Linked DNA regions of Sus scrofa: region 1 is linked to region 2. Evidence: chromatin contacts called from public Hi-C data. All regions are on one chromosome and are shown on one strand. The core of a region is the stretch at or near the end of the contact, and the rest is flanking DNA. Distances in the headings are between cores, read along the strand shown.

Evidence for each region. Hi-C and Micro-C count contacts between places; a contact is called where the count stands out from the background.
Region 1: a Hi-C map of embryonic fibroblasts shows a contact between it and region 2, with 3 times the contacts expected there. The contact joins two enhancer-like sites. A contact is called at or near these places in 13 of 47 Hi-C or Micro-C datasets (alveolar macrophages, blood, embryonic fibroblasts and 8 more).

What each region holds. Positions count from the first base shown.
Region 1 is chr3:51,963,019-51,969,311 of Sscrofa11.1, reverse strand. No RefSeq gene overlaps it. Among named protein-coding and RNA genes, the nearest start is that of IL1RL2, 45 kb to the left of the region's middle. Within about 2 kb of position 4,486, at least 24 of the 83 cell types and tissues checked have an H3K27ac peak or open chromatin away from gene starts, as enhancers often do. A contact at or near this core is called in embryonic fibroblasts, where this site is marked.
Region 2 is chr3:51,778,743-51,784,356 of Sscrofa11.1, reverse strand. IL18RAP (interleukin-18 receptor accessory protein) reads left to right here. Exons shown (of 12, transcript XM_005662356.3): 5 at 5,012-5,159. Among named protein-coding and RNA genes, the nearest start is that of IL18RAP, 13 kb to the left of the region's middle. Within about 2 kb of position 2,351, at least 2 of the 83 cell types and tissues checked have an H3K27ac peak or open chromatin away from gene starts, as enhancers often do. A contact at or near this core is called in embryonic fibroblasts, where this site is marked.

The DNA.
Region 1 (6,293 bases), core at 3,237-5,736, 180 kb before region 2:
TGTCCAAACCTGCACAAGAAAGAAGGTTTGGGGGAGAGAGTGGGATGGATGGAGAGTTTGGGGTTAGTAGATACTAACGCTAACATTTAGAACAGATGAGCAATGAGGTCCTATCGTACAGCACAAGGAACTATATCCAGTATCTTGGGAGAGAACATGATGGAAGATAATATAAGAAAGGGAATGTGTGTGTGTGTGTGTGTATGACTGGGTTCCTTTGGTATACAGCAGAAATTGGCACAACATTGTAAATCAATTATACTTTAATTTTAAAAGGAGGGGGTGAAGAAGGTTTAGATGCCAACGGAAATGGACAAACTGTGGCTGAAGGCCTCTACTGATGTGCTCTTGTTCCAGCAGCTGAGCTTAGTGAGATAAATGAGGCCTCGTCTCCTCCTTGGGTGTTGGCCCAGAGCTCCTGGGTTAACCTGAGGGGACAGGGTGGAGCTTGGATGTAGGGGTGAGAGTGAATGGCTCAGAGTGAAGATGAAATGCAGGTGTTGTGCCTCTCAGTCACCTTTTGGTGACTGAGGCAGCCACAAAACCCACATCCCCAGTCTCTCCCCTCAGACATGGGAGTCTGCCCTGAGAAAGGGCAGGGCAAAAGGCTGAGTCATCTCAAGTTAAGGGTCCAGGGAGGGTTGGTCTTTTCCTGAAAGATCAATTGAGCTGAACACACAAGCGTGCAAGTACTTGGCACGCAGCATCTTCCAACAAGGGGCTCTCTGAACCACGTGGGGAGTGGAATCCACCCCCGTCCCTCGGTGCTTCGAGCCCCACCCCCGCCCCAAGCCCCACGTGACTCAGAGGGTTTCCTGCCATGTCCCACGCTGCTGACCTTTCCTTAGCCCTCCATCTGCTTCACGTTTATAAAATTTCCTTCAACACATGCTTCTTTGGTTGATTTATCCAGGGCTGTGTCTGGAAAGTTAAGTAACAAATTCCTCTCTGGTGTCCTTCTTAGAATAGAGACTGTTCTATAGATGACAAATGCATGACATCTGGAATAAGTGACGGGGGTGACCTGGGCTTTGAGAGCTGCAGGACTTGGGACCTGAACTGTTGGAAACCACAGGTCTCAAACAATGTTCTGGGGGCCCCTGATGGATGGAAACTCTGAGCGCACCCATCCCTCTCGCCTCCTAAACCCAGGTAGCTTCTAAGGGATGTAACCCTTTAGCCACTAGTCCTAACAAAACTGAACCATAGTCGTCCTCCCCCTCCCCTTCCCTCCCCCTCTCCCTCCCCCTCCCTCCTGCTCCACCTCCCCCCTCCCCCTCCAGGAAGTGGAAATTAGACCTTGTAGTCCTGGCTCTGCTCCTCCCAAGTCACCTCTCCCCAGAGCCTTTCTACTCCTTCTTGTTCTTCTCCTCCTCCTCCTTCTTAACTGAAATCCTCAAAATCAAGAAAGCCAGTACCATGTCCTCCTTGAATTTTTTTTTTTTTATTTTTATTTTTTTGCTTTTTATGGCTGCACCTGCAGCACATAGAAGGTCCCAAGCTAGGTGTGTAATCAGAGCTACAGCTGCCGCTCACAGTTCTCAGCAATGCCAGATCCTTATCCTGCTGAGTGAGGCCAGGGATCAAACCGAGTCCTTGTGGATCTTAGTCGGGTTCATTAACCTCTGAGCCACAAAGGGAATGCTTGCTCCTTGAATTGTAAAGGAAAATGTGGAATCTATAACCTGTACAAAGCCAATCCATTTAAGTAGGTTTTTCAGTAAAGCGTCTGTTTCGCTTTGCTTTGTCTTGTCTATTTTGTCTTTTCAGGGCTGCACCTGAGGCATATGGAGGTTCCCAGGCTGCGGGTCTAATTGGAGCTATAGCTACAAGCCTACACCACAGCCACAGCCACAGCCACGCCAGATCTAAGCCATGCCTGTGACCTACACCACAGCTCACGGCAATGCTGGACCTTTAACCCACTGAGTGAAGCCAGGGATGGAACCCACAATCTCATGGTTCCTAGTTGGATTCGTTTTCACTGCACCACAATGGGAACTCCCTATTTTTTTAAATTTTAAATATTTTCTCTTTTTTCTTTCTTTAAATTATTGTTGATTTGGCATGTTGTGTCAATTTCTGCTGTATAGCAAAGTGACCCAGTCATACATATTTATCAATATTTTTCTAAATAATCTGTAGGTTTGAGTCTATCATTGACTAAAACTCTGAAAAACACACAATTAGCTTTTTGCTACCTTGGCAGGACAAGCTGCTTGAATATGGCAATGAGCAGTGTTATTTTTCCTGCCCTTTGGACTGTTTCAGGGAGGGTTTACATTTTCAGCTGACTTTCTCAGAGGCTCTTTTATTCCAGACAGTTGCCACTGCCCACCTTTGATGCTCTGATTTGATCACCCTTGACTTATTCCTAGAAGCACACCCAGCATTTATCTGCAACCACCACAAAGATTTTACCAAAGCAGACAGGATAGCAAAGAGACTGGAATCTGCAGGAAGACACCGTCAGAGGATCAGGCTTCAAGGTGGAGCTTTTCTTGTCTTTACAGGAGGGTGCCCAGCCCCCGCCTCCCACCCCCTCACAAGAACAGAATCTTTTCTGATTTCAGACCTGGCATGGGGCCAAGGGGGGGCAAGCATGCACTCACACTGGCTTAAACAGGTGGCACTAAATGTTTTGCTGGACGGATCATGCTCTCTTTGGCTTTGTCTCCTCATCTCTGCCTGCCTCCAATTTCCTGCTGCAGGTGGGGCTGGGGCCATTCTGGAGATGCAGCTGAGCTCAGACACAGAGGAGAGCCAGGTGGAGGAAGAGCTACGGGCATGGCCGTGGGTTTTGGTGGGTGAGAAGTCTCTGCCTGAATAGGCGTGCCCTTGCCCTCTCTGGCCACATGAAAACATGAAACTGTAGCCATTGAAAATATTAGCCATCCATGACATAAATTTCATTCCCAAATTTTAAAAATACATCATAGTTTTAATTTGTTGAGCACTCGTGAACATCACAAAAATTATCTTTGACTCATCTAGAAAATAAAAACCTGGGTCTACTACAAGTAACTGGTATGTCACCATTTAGATATTTTCACCTTAAGTACCTACGCTGGTGGTGGTGTCAACTGAAAAACTGGCAAAACCCAAAGTGTGATTCTAGAAAAATGTGAGGATACTGTGCAAAAGCTTTTATCACCCCTTGCATGGTGGATGTATTATTTCTTAATCTGAGTCACTGGCATCTATTGTTTTATTTGATTTATTCCTGTTGTCCCTGAACTCACCTGGAGAACCCTGGAGGTCCAAGATGTATATGGTGATGCTGTGGTCCCCACAGCCCCTCTGACGTGCATTTCCCTGATTTCCCTCCCTTCTCAGTGGTGTTATCAGAGGATTTATTTGCCTTCCCCCAGCAACCACCTTCACCACTACCACCGCTACTCCAATTCGCATCTTTCTGGAGAACAGAAAGATTTATAAGGACCGAGGCTTGGGCTGGGGTTGAGTGATTTTTTTCAAAACATTAAACATAGTCAGCTCCCAGACCAAGCCCCGTGCAGGACACAGCAGGGCTGCAGAGCCTAGATTCCCAGGATTTGGCTGAAGGAAGACAATTGTTTACCAACAGCTTTCATAGATTTTAAACTGAGAATTATGGAATTAAATATATTTTATATTCAAGTTTTTGTTTTGGCTCCATGGGTTAAGAACCCAACTAGTATCCATGAGGATGCAGGTTCAATCCCTGGCCTTGCTCAGTGGGTTAAGGATCTGGCATTGTCTCAAGCTGCTGCATAAGTCACAGAGGAAGCTTGGATTGCTGTGGCCGTGATGTAGGCCAGCAGCTGTAGTTCCAATTCATCCCCTAGCCCAGGAACTTCCATATGCTGCAGGAGCAGCCCTGAAAAGAAATACATATATATATATTTCTTAAAAATATTTATAAAATAATATATATATAATATTTACACATATTTATTAAAGTATTTATATATAAATATATTTTACATTGCAACTCAGTAAACACAAACAGTGAAAACAAGATTCAGTTCTGTCGTTGGTTCTATTCTCTTCTGTCTAGTCTTGCTCAATTTTTTTCACAGTGTGGGTCCCAGTCCCTTGATTGTTTAAAGACAGACTTACTGTTTCCAAAGCAGACAAACCCAGCTGTCTGAGCTCCAGCTCCCCAGCCAGCCGGGTACCACTCCATCATGATAATCTGCTTTCTTCAATCAACAGGCTTCATCACGAAGATATTTTGGCTCCTCTTGGATGACCTAATTGCTGGGTCAGTTAAGTTTGTTGTTTTAAGTGACCGCAGGCCCACAGAAGTATTCCCAACAGCAAAGTCTTGAGTGAACATAACTTCCTGCCTGTGTAACAGGATGACATCAAGAGGAAAAGAAAGTTGCCCCGTGGGTGAAGAACCTTGTGAAAGAGAAAAGCATTTCCTCTGTAGGGACCCAGGCAGCCTGAGGTTCACGCCCCAACTTGGAAACACCAGAAGCCACGCAGAGCTTCCCCACGGCGCCGCTGCGCCCTCTGCTGGCGGCGGAGGCGATGCTCCCCGTGACCGCCCGCGCGAGCCCCCAGCTCTCCCTCCACCCGGCTCTCCTCTGTGCCTGAGTTCAGCGGCATCTCCAGAAACACCCCCCAGCCCTAGCTGCAGCAGGAAATTGGAAGCAGGTAGAGACAAGGAGACAGCCAAACAGAGCATGTTCCGTCCAGCAAAACGTTTAGCCCGTGTGAATGCATGCCTCTCCCTCAGGGCCCTATTCGGGTGAGGGGGTGGGACGTGGGGGCGGGGCAGCCTCTTGTTAAGACAAAAATCTCCACCTTGAAGCCTCCTGTAAAGAACCCACAGCCTGCGGGGATATCCGCCTTCAGACCAAGACCCCCCCCGCCCCCCCCCGCCCCCAGTCTAGAGGTCAAATTGGCGCTAGAGCTGCCGGCCTATACCACACCACAGCCGCAAGCAACACAGGATCCGAGCCACGTTGGTGACCTACACCGCAGCTCAGGGCAACGCCAGATCCTTAACCCACTGAAAGGGGCCAGGGATTGAACCCTAATCCTCATGGATCCTAGTTGGGTTCATTAACCGCTGCACCACCAAGGGAACTCCAACGGTTGTCATCATTAATGCCCACTGGGAAAAGGACCGAAGTAGGTAAAAAGGGAATTCACAAAACAAGGGCTAATTCCTACGTAGACCTAGTGAAGGAAAAAGTATAAAACATCACAAATCATCTCTTGGTACTAGTTGGGGATGGTTACAATGTGCCAGACTTGGTACTAATCTCTTTTAGTGTGTTTTCCCACTTATTACTCTCAGTGATTCTATATTTTCTCCGCTTTAAAAATGAAGAAATTGAGGCTGTAAGAGCTCCCCCAGGGGTAATGCAGTCGTATAAAATGGTCTTAGGGAAATTTATTACTGAGTATTTGGTGATATTGTAGCATTACCTTTAACATTTTAGTATGATAATTGTACCCTTGTTATGTTTCCAAGAGAGTCCTTGTGTTTTAGACATGGTATAGTGAAGCACTTACAGATGAAATACTAAGATGGCTAAGATTTGTCTAAAAATCATCATCCAGTTCAAGGAGAGGAAGAACACTTGAGAGAAAGTGTTTTTTGTTTTTTTGTTTTTTTTTTCTTGTTTCAAGAAAGAAACACTTGAAACAAGAGGACCATGAATAAGGGTCATGGGGACCCATTATCTTATTTTCTCTATTTTTTGTACATACATGGAATTTTCTCCAAAGAAAAGTCTGAACATTGAAGTGGTTGAAGATTTTTTTTTTAAACCCAACTAACTCTCAGGTGAGCAAACTTGCCTAGAAAAAAAAAAAAAAAAGACATTTTTCTTTTCTAGCTAGGGAAAAAGGCTTTTGGTTTTCTTTTGTTTTCAAAATATGAGCAACTTTTTCTTTTCCTGATTATTTGCTCATTGGAGTCATTTATAAAACATGAAATTATTATAAAACAATATCTATTAGCCTCTGTCTGTCTAATAAAGCATTCGCATCCTTAGACTCGTAGAGTGGCCGCATGTGCCCCAGAAACACGGTCTTGCATCATGCGGAGTGGGGAGTGCAGAGCAAGGTGCTGGCAAAGGTAGGCTGGAGGAAGGAGCAATGGGCGTACGGGATGCAGGGGCATTGGTGAGATGTGAGCGTGGTCCCTCCTGTCCAGGTCTGATTGGCTTCCAGACAAAGCAGGGACGATCTGGCCTGATGTTACTTGTATCTTTAATCTGAGATTGAGGCCAATATCTGTTCCAGGTGCAGGACTTCCCTAGGGACTTTACTTAGTGCGGGCAGCTCAGTAT
Region 2 (5,614 bases), core at 1,102-3,601:
ACCTCACTCACAGGCCACAAGGTTGACGTAGCCACCAGGTTGTTTTTGAGCCCCTGTGTTCCATGGAATTTTTGCACATAGATCTGCCACTTCTGGTTTCCTTTGGCCTCGTTCCTGTGGTCACTGACCCTGGTGGCATTCTGTGGGCTCAGGGACAGGGTGAGCCTGGCCAGACCGAGTTCGATGCAGTTCCAGGTAGGGAAGAGGTAAAGATTATTTAGATTCAGTTTTTGGAAACTCTTTCCAAGGTCCACACATTGGCCCATTCATTTGTTCCCACTGTGAAATTTCGGAATCCTGGACAATTTCCTACCATCCGTGAAATGCTGCAGTCTGCCCTTGTCACCTGTCAGTTCTCTCTAGGACTTCTTGAATCCTTTATTCAGTTCACACTGACACTAGATGCTTCTCTTTCCATATTTTTTTTTTTTTTTTTTTTTTTTTAGATTCTCCCTCAGCATGTGATATTTCCCAGGCCAGGGATCGAACCTTGCACCACAGCAGTGACCCAAGCCATAGCAGCGACAATGCCAGATCCTTAATTCACTAGGCCACCAGGGAACTCCCCATATTTTCTTCTTGACTATTTCACCTCTGAGCAAAACAAAGAATTTCCATTGAGGCCTCTCTTTCCTACAAGCATCATTTCTGACTGTGTTATGAGAAAGGGTTTCCCATCATTTTTGACACAAATTGTTTGGCCTTTTATCTCTTTTCTTTGATGTTTTGTTTGAGTTCCAGCTCATAAAGTCTTTTTTCAAAAATTTTTATTATAGTCGATTTACAATATTCTGTCAATATCTGCTATTCAGCAAAGTGCCCTGGTCATATATATATATATATATATACACACACACACATACACATATATATTCTCTTTCTCATATTATCTTCCATCATGTTCCATCACAAGTGATTGGATGTAGTTGCCTGTGTTGTACAGTAGGACCTCATCGCTTACCATCTCATAAAGTCTTTTTTTTTAATAATTTTTATTTTTTTCATTGTAGCCGGTTTACAGTGTTCTGTCAATTTTCTACTATACAGCAAAGTGACCCAGTCACACATACGTATATACCTTCTTTTTCTCACATTATCCATCATGCTCCATCACGAGTGACTAGATACAGTTCCCAGTGCTAGACAGCAAGATCTCATTGTTATCCACTCCAAATGTAATAGTTTGCATCTATCAACCCCAGACTCCCAGTCCATCCCACTCTCTCCTCTGTCTCATAAAGTCTTAATGATACATCCTAAGACACTCACAAAAAAAAACAAAAAAAAAAAAAAACAAAAAACAAAAAAAAAAAACAGGCCCTTGGAAGTTCCTGCTATAGCTTACAACAGGACTAGTAACAAGCCCAACTAGTATCCATGAGGACGCGAGTTAGATTCCCGGCCTTGCTCAGTGGATTAAGGATCTGGTGTTGCCATGAGCTGTGAGGGTAGATCACAGACAAGGCTCAGATCCTGAGTTGCTGTGGCTGTGGCATAGGCCTGCAGCTGTAGCTCTGATTCGACCTCTAGTCTCACTTGGTTATTACTCCTCCTGCTCAAGGTGCAGCTTCAGTCTAGTTACAACTCTGCATCTTCTCCTCTGTTACTTTCTCCTGTGACTTTTGTCACACCTTCACTCCAATTCCTGTTCTGCACATATTATTACTGCGTTCTCCAGAGTCTTCCACCTCTGAGTTTTACCTCATGCTCCGAAGCTTTCTTTCTTTCTTTCTTTCTTCTTTTAATCTGACTTTTTTTTTTTTTTCGGTCTTTGTAGGGCTGCACCCATGGCATATGGAGGTTCCCAGGCCATGGGTCGAATCGGAACTGTAGCCACTAGCCTAATACCACATCTCATGACAGGATCCAAGCCTTGTCTGCGACCTACACCATAGCTCTAGGCAACTCGGGATCCTTAACCCACTGAGTGAGGCCAGGGATCAAACCCAAGTCCTCATGGTTCCTAGTGAGATTCGTTTCTGTTGAGCCACGATGGGAACTCCAGAAGCTTTCTTTTATGTTTTTATTTATTTTTTAAGGGTTATAAATTTTATTTATTTATTTTTTTATTACTCAATGAATTTATTACATTTGTAGTTGTACAATGCAGAAGCTTTCTTTTAAATGGGTCTTGATCCCTGGGATCGCCTGGTAGATATTTAACTTTGTCCCACTTCTTGGCCTAATTTTACTCACTGCAGCCACCCCACTCTGACCAGCTCTGACCCTCTGCTCAGCTCCTTGCCAACCTACTGGAAATTCTTTCTTGGACCACAGGAACCACACCAGAGGTTTGGAGCAGGGGAATTCCTGCTTCTGCGAGTCAGCAGGCCAAGTGGAAGGGAAATTCCTCAATCAGGACATGAAACTCAGAGGTAGAAAAAAGTAGATTCATTCTCAGATCTCACGAGGTCTGTGATGTGGAGCAAAACACAAACATCAGAACCTCAGTTTTCTTGTCTATAAAAATGGAAGACATAGAAGCTGTGTACACCAGGTCAGAGAGTCCTTTGAATTAATTTCCTATGAGATAATGCATGAGAAAAAACTTTAGTCTACAAGGTAATAGGTAATAGGTTCTACTTAGAGGTAATAAGTTCTAATTATTTTGCTATTTTTTTTTTTTTTTGTCGTTTATCTCTTTTCTTTTGCCTGCAGGAGTGAGGGAAACACCTCTGGTGCCTTAGTGGGAAATTGGAAGGCCAGGTTCTTCCTGGAGGTTGAAGGATTAATGATGGCAGAATTAATGATATATAGTAATACTCCAACATTTAATACATATTACTGGGTCCCTACCACATCCTAGACCTTAAAGATGCACGTGTGGTTGTGGTAGTCTTTGCTTACATTTATAAGAGCCTCCCTGTTTGGCTGCCCATCATTTTTCGAAAAACGTCTGATCCCGTGACACTTATGTTTCAAATCCTTTCTCCCTGTTCTACGTGTATCTGTCCCCCATCGCTGACAAAGATCGTCCTCTTGCTGGCCCTGCTTGCTGGATCCTGAAGACACAAAGATCAAACACATCAGCATGCGTCCTCCTTTCACCTTGACCTTGTTTCCTATGCACAGGCTTTCTTTCCTTCAAGTGCTCCTAGAATGTCAGTTACTTTCACTTGGCTGCTTCCTGCACATTCTTCAAGGCCCTGATTAGTTAGACTGGGGGAAGCCGCTCTGCCTCTTATGAGCTGAGGCAGAGCCACCTGACTGCCAGTACTTACTGCTCAGACCTGCATCCTTGGACTGAGAGCTGGCTGAGCACAGGGTTGTATATCTGTTCCTCTCCATGTGTCCAGGATCAACTATATGTCTTGGTACAAATGCCACCCTCATCAATGCCAGAGAATGTCCCTAGGCACATTATTTCTGTAAAAGGGTTACAACGATGAGGGAGGTCGTGCCCCCTGCTGTGGGAGCAGCAGTGACTGACTCTGCTCTGGGAGTCTGATAACTTACTTCAATGAGGGTGAACCCTTGAGCTGGAGTTGAAGGTTGAGCAGTAGGCTCCTCATTGGGGAAAAGTGGTAGGAGATGTGTGGGCGGAGAAAGAACGCTGTTACATAGGGAATGAAAAGTGGGTAGATGGGAAGCGGCAGGAAATGAGTCTGGGAAGGAATGGCAAGATTGGGCTGTGAAGAATTGCGAATTTTTTTTTTCTTTTTAGGGCTGCACTTTCAGCATATGGAAGTTCTCAGGCTAGGGGTCAAATCAGAGCTGCAGCTTCCAGCGTACACCACAGCCATGGCAGCATGGGATCTGAGCCATATCTGTGACAATCCACAGCTTTATCCTTAACCCACTGATCCTTAACCCACACTGATTGCGTCCAAGGATCGAACCCAAATCCTCATGGATCCTAGTCAGGTTCTTAACAGGCTGAACCACAGTGATAATAACTCCAAGAACTGTCGACTTTATCCTCAAGGCAAAGGAGTGTCTTTGATGGATTCTAAGTAAGAGAGAGAAAAGTTCATAATTATGTTTCAGTTCTCACTCGACTTTGAGTCCACTATGAGTTAGACAATTGTTTATCAATCATCAGTCCTTCTTTATCAAACTAGGTATGCCTATTTAGTGTTTTACCTAATGTTTTTAATTTAAATTTTATTCTTTTATTAGAGTTAAATATCTTATTAAAGAGGAGACTTTATATAAGTCCAATACACAGAAAAATCTATTATCAACGTCCAGAAATATAAATGTGTGTGTTCTTAAAAAATTCATTTAGGTATTGGCTACTTAGAACACCATGAGATTTCTAGAACAGTCTCCAAGATCTGAGTCATACTTTGGAATTATCAGGTTAATTAGTTTGGGCTGAACTAATTTGATCTGGTGTCTTGATCTCCATATATAATATCAGTGTCTTTGAAAATGACTCTTGGGAGTTCCCTTCATGGCTCAGTGGTTAACAAACCCGACTAGGATCCATGAGGATATAGGTTCAATCTCTGGCCTCGCTCAGTGGGTTAAGGATCCAGCGTTGCCATGAGCTCTGGTGTAGGTCACAAATGCAGCTTGGATCCCCCATGGCTGATGTGGCTGTGGTGTAGGCCGGTAGCTCTGATTCAACCCCTGGCCTGGGAACTTGCATATGCTGCGAGTGTGGCCCTAAAAAGAAAAAAAAAGAAAAGAAAAAAAGAAAATGCCTCTTGTTTCAAGTAGGACTCTTACAAATACGTTTTTTGAGCAGAATCTTTTCTTTTTCATAGTTATTATACAATATTGGCTTTATTCCCCATGTTGTACAATATATCCTGGTAGCTTATTTTATACATAAGGGTTTGTACCTCTAAAACCCTTACCCCTTAGAGCAGAATCTTTTCATAGGTTGAGGCTATTACATTCTGCTGTGTCCTTATATCAGATTGAGCTGTCCCTTCCCTGTTTCAAATTTGGGGAGTTTTTCTACAGGTGAATTTAATGTTAGCAGTAATTCTCTGGTTAGCGACAGTGATTTAATTTAATTTAATTTTTTTAATTTATTTATTTATTTTGTCTCTTGGATTAGAATGGAAAACTACTCTCTGAAAAGAGCAACCCAATTGAAGTGGATGAAGTCTATGACTATCACCAGGGCACATACGTGTGTGACTACACTCAGTCGGATAATTCAAGGTCATGGACAGTCAGAGCTGTTGTTCAAGTGAAAACCATTGGTAAGCGAGAGTTTTGGTTTCAATATTTGCGATTTTAACCCCAATTACCCAACTAAAGTTATCTTTTCTGGTTTAGTGATATTTTTCCTTTTTGAGGGGGAAAAAACAAAAAGAGAGATAGTCATACCGTGTAGTCATGTAAAGCCTGAAGTGTTGGTAAAAATCAGTTTTGCCATCAACCTAGAATCCATCCTCCAAGGAAGGATTAGTTCTGGATCATATTCAAGTTGTCACAAGTTGGATTTTCTGCTCATCAATCCTGGCTTGTTGTGTGATAAATTACAAAACAAGATGAAATATTCATGCACAGAAATAAACAGTATTAAATCCTTCACCCGTAAGAAATAAATTTTTAAAAATATGAAATATCTCGCACCCCGCGGTGAGTGACACCCATGTACCTCTCGCCAGCTTTAATAATAATGGTTTCTCCACATGCTAGAGTCTCACTTTTT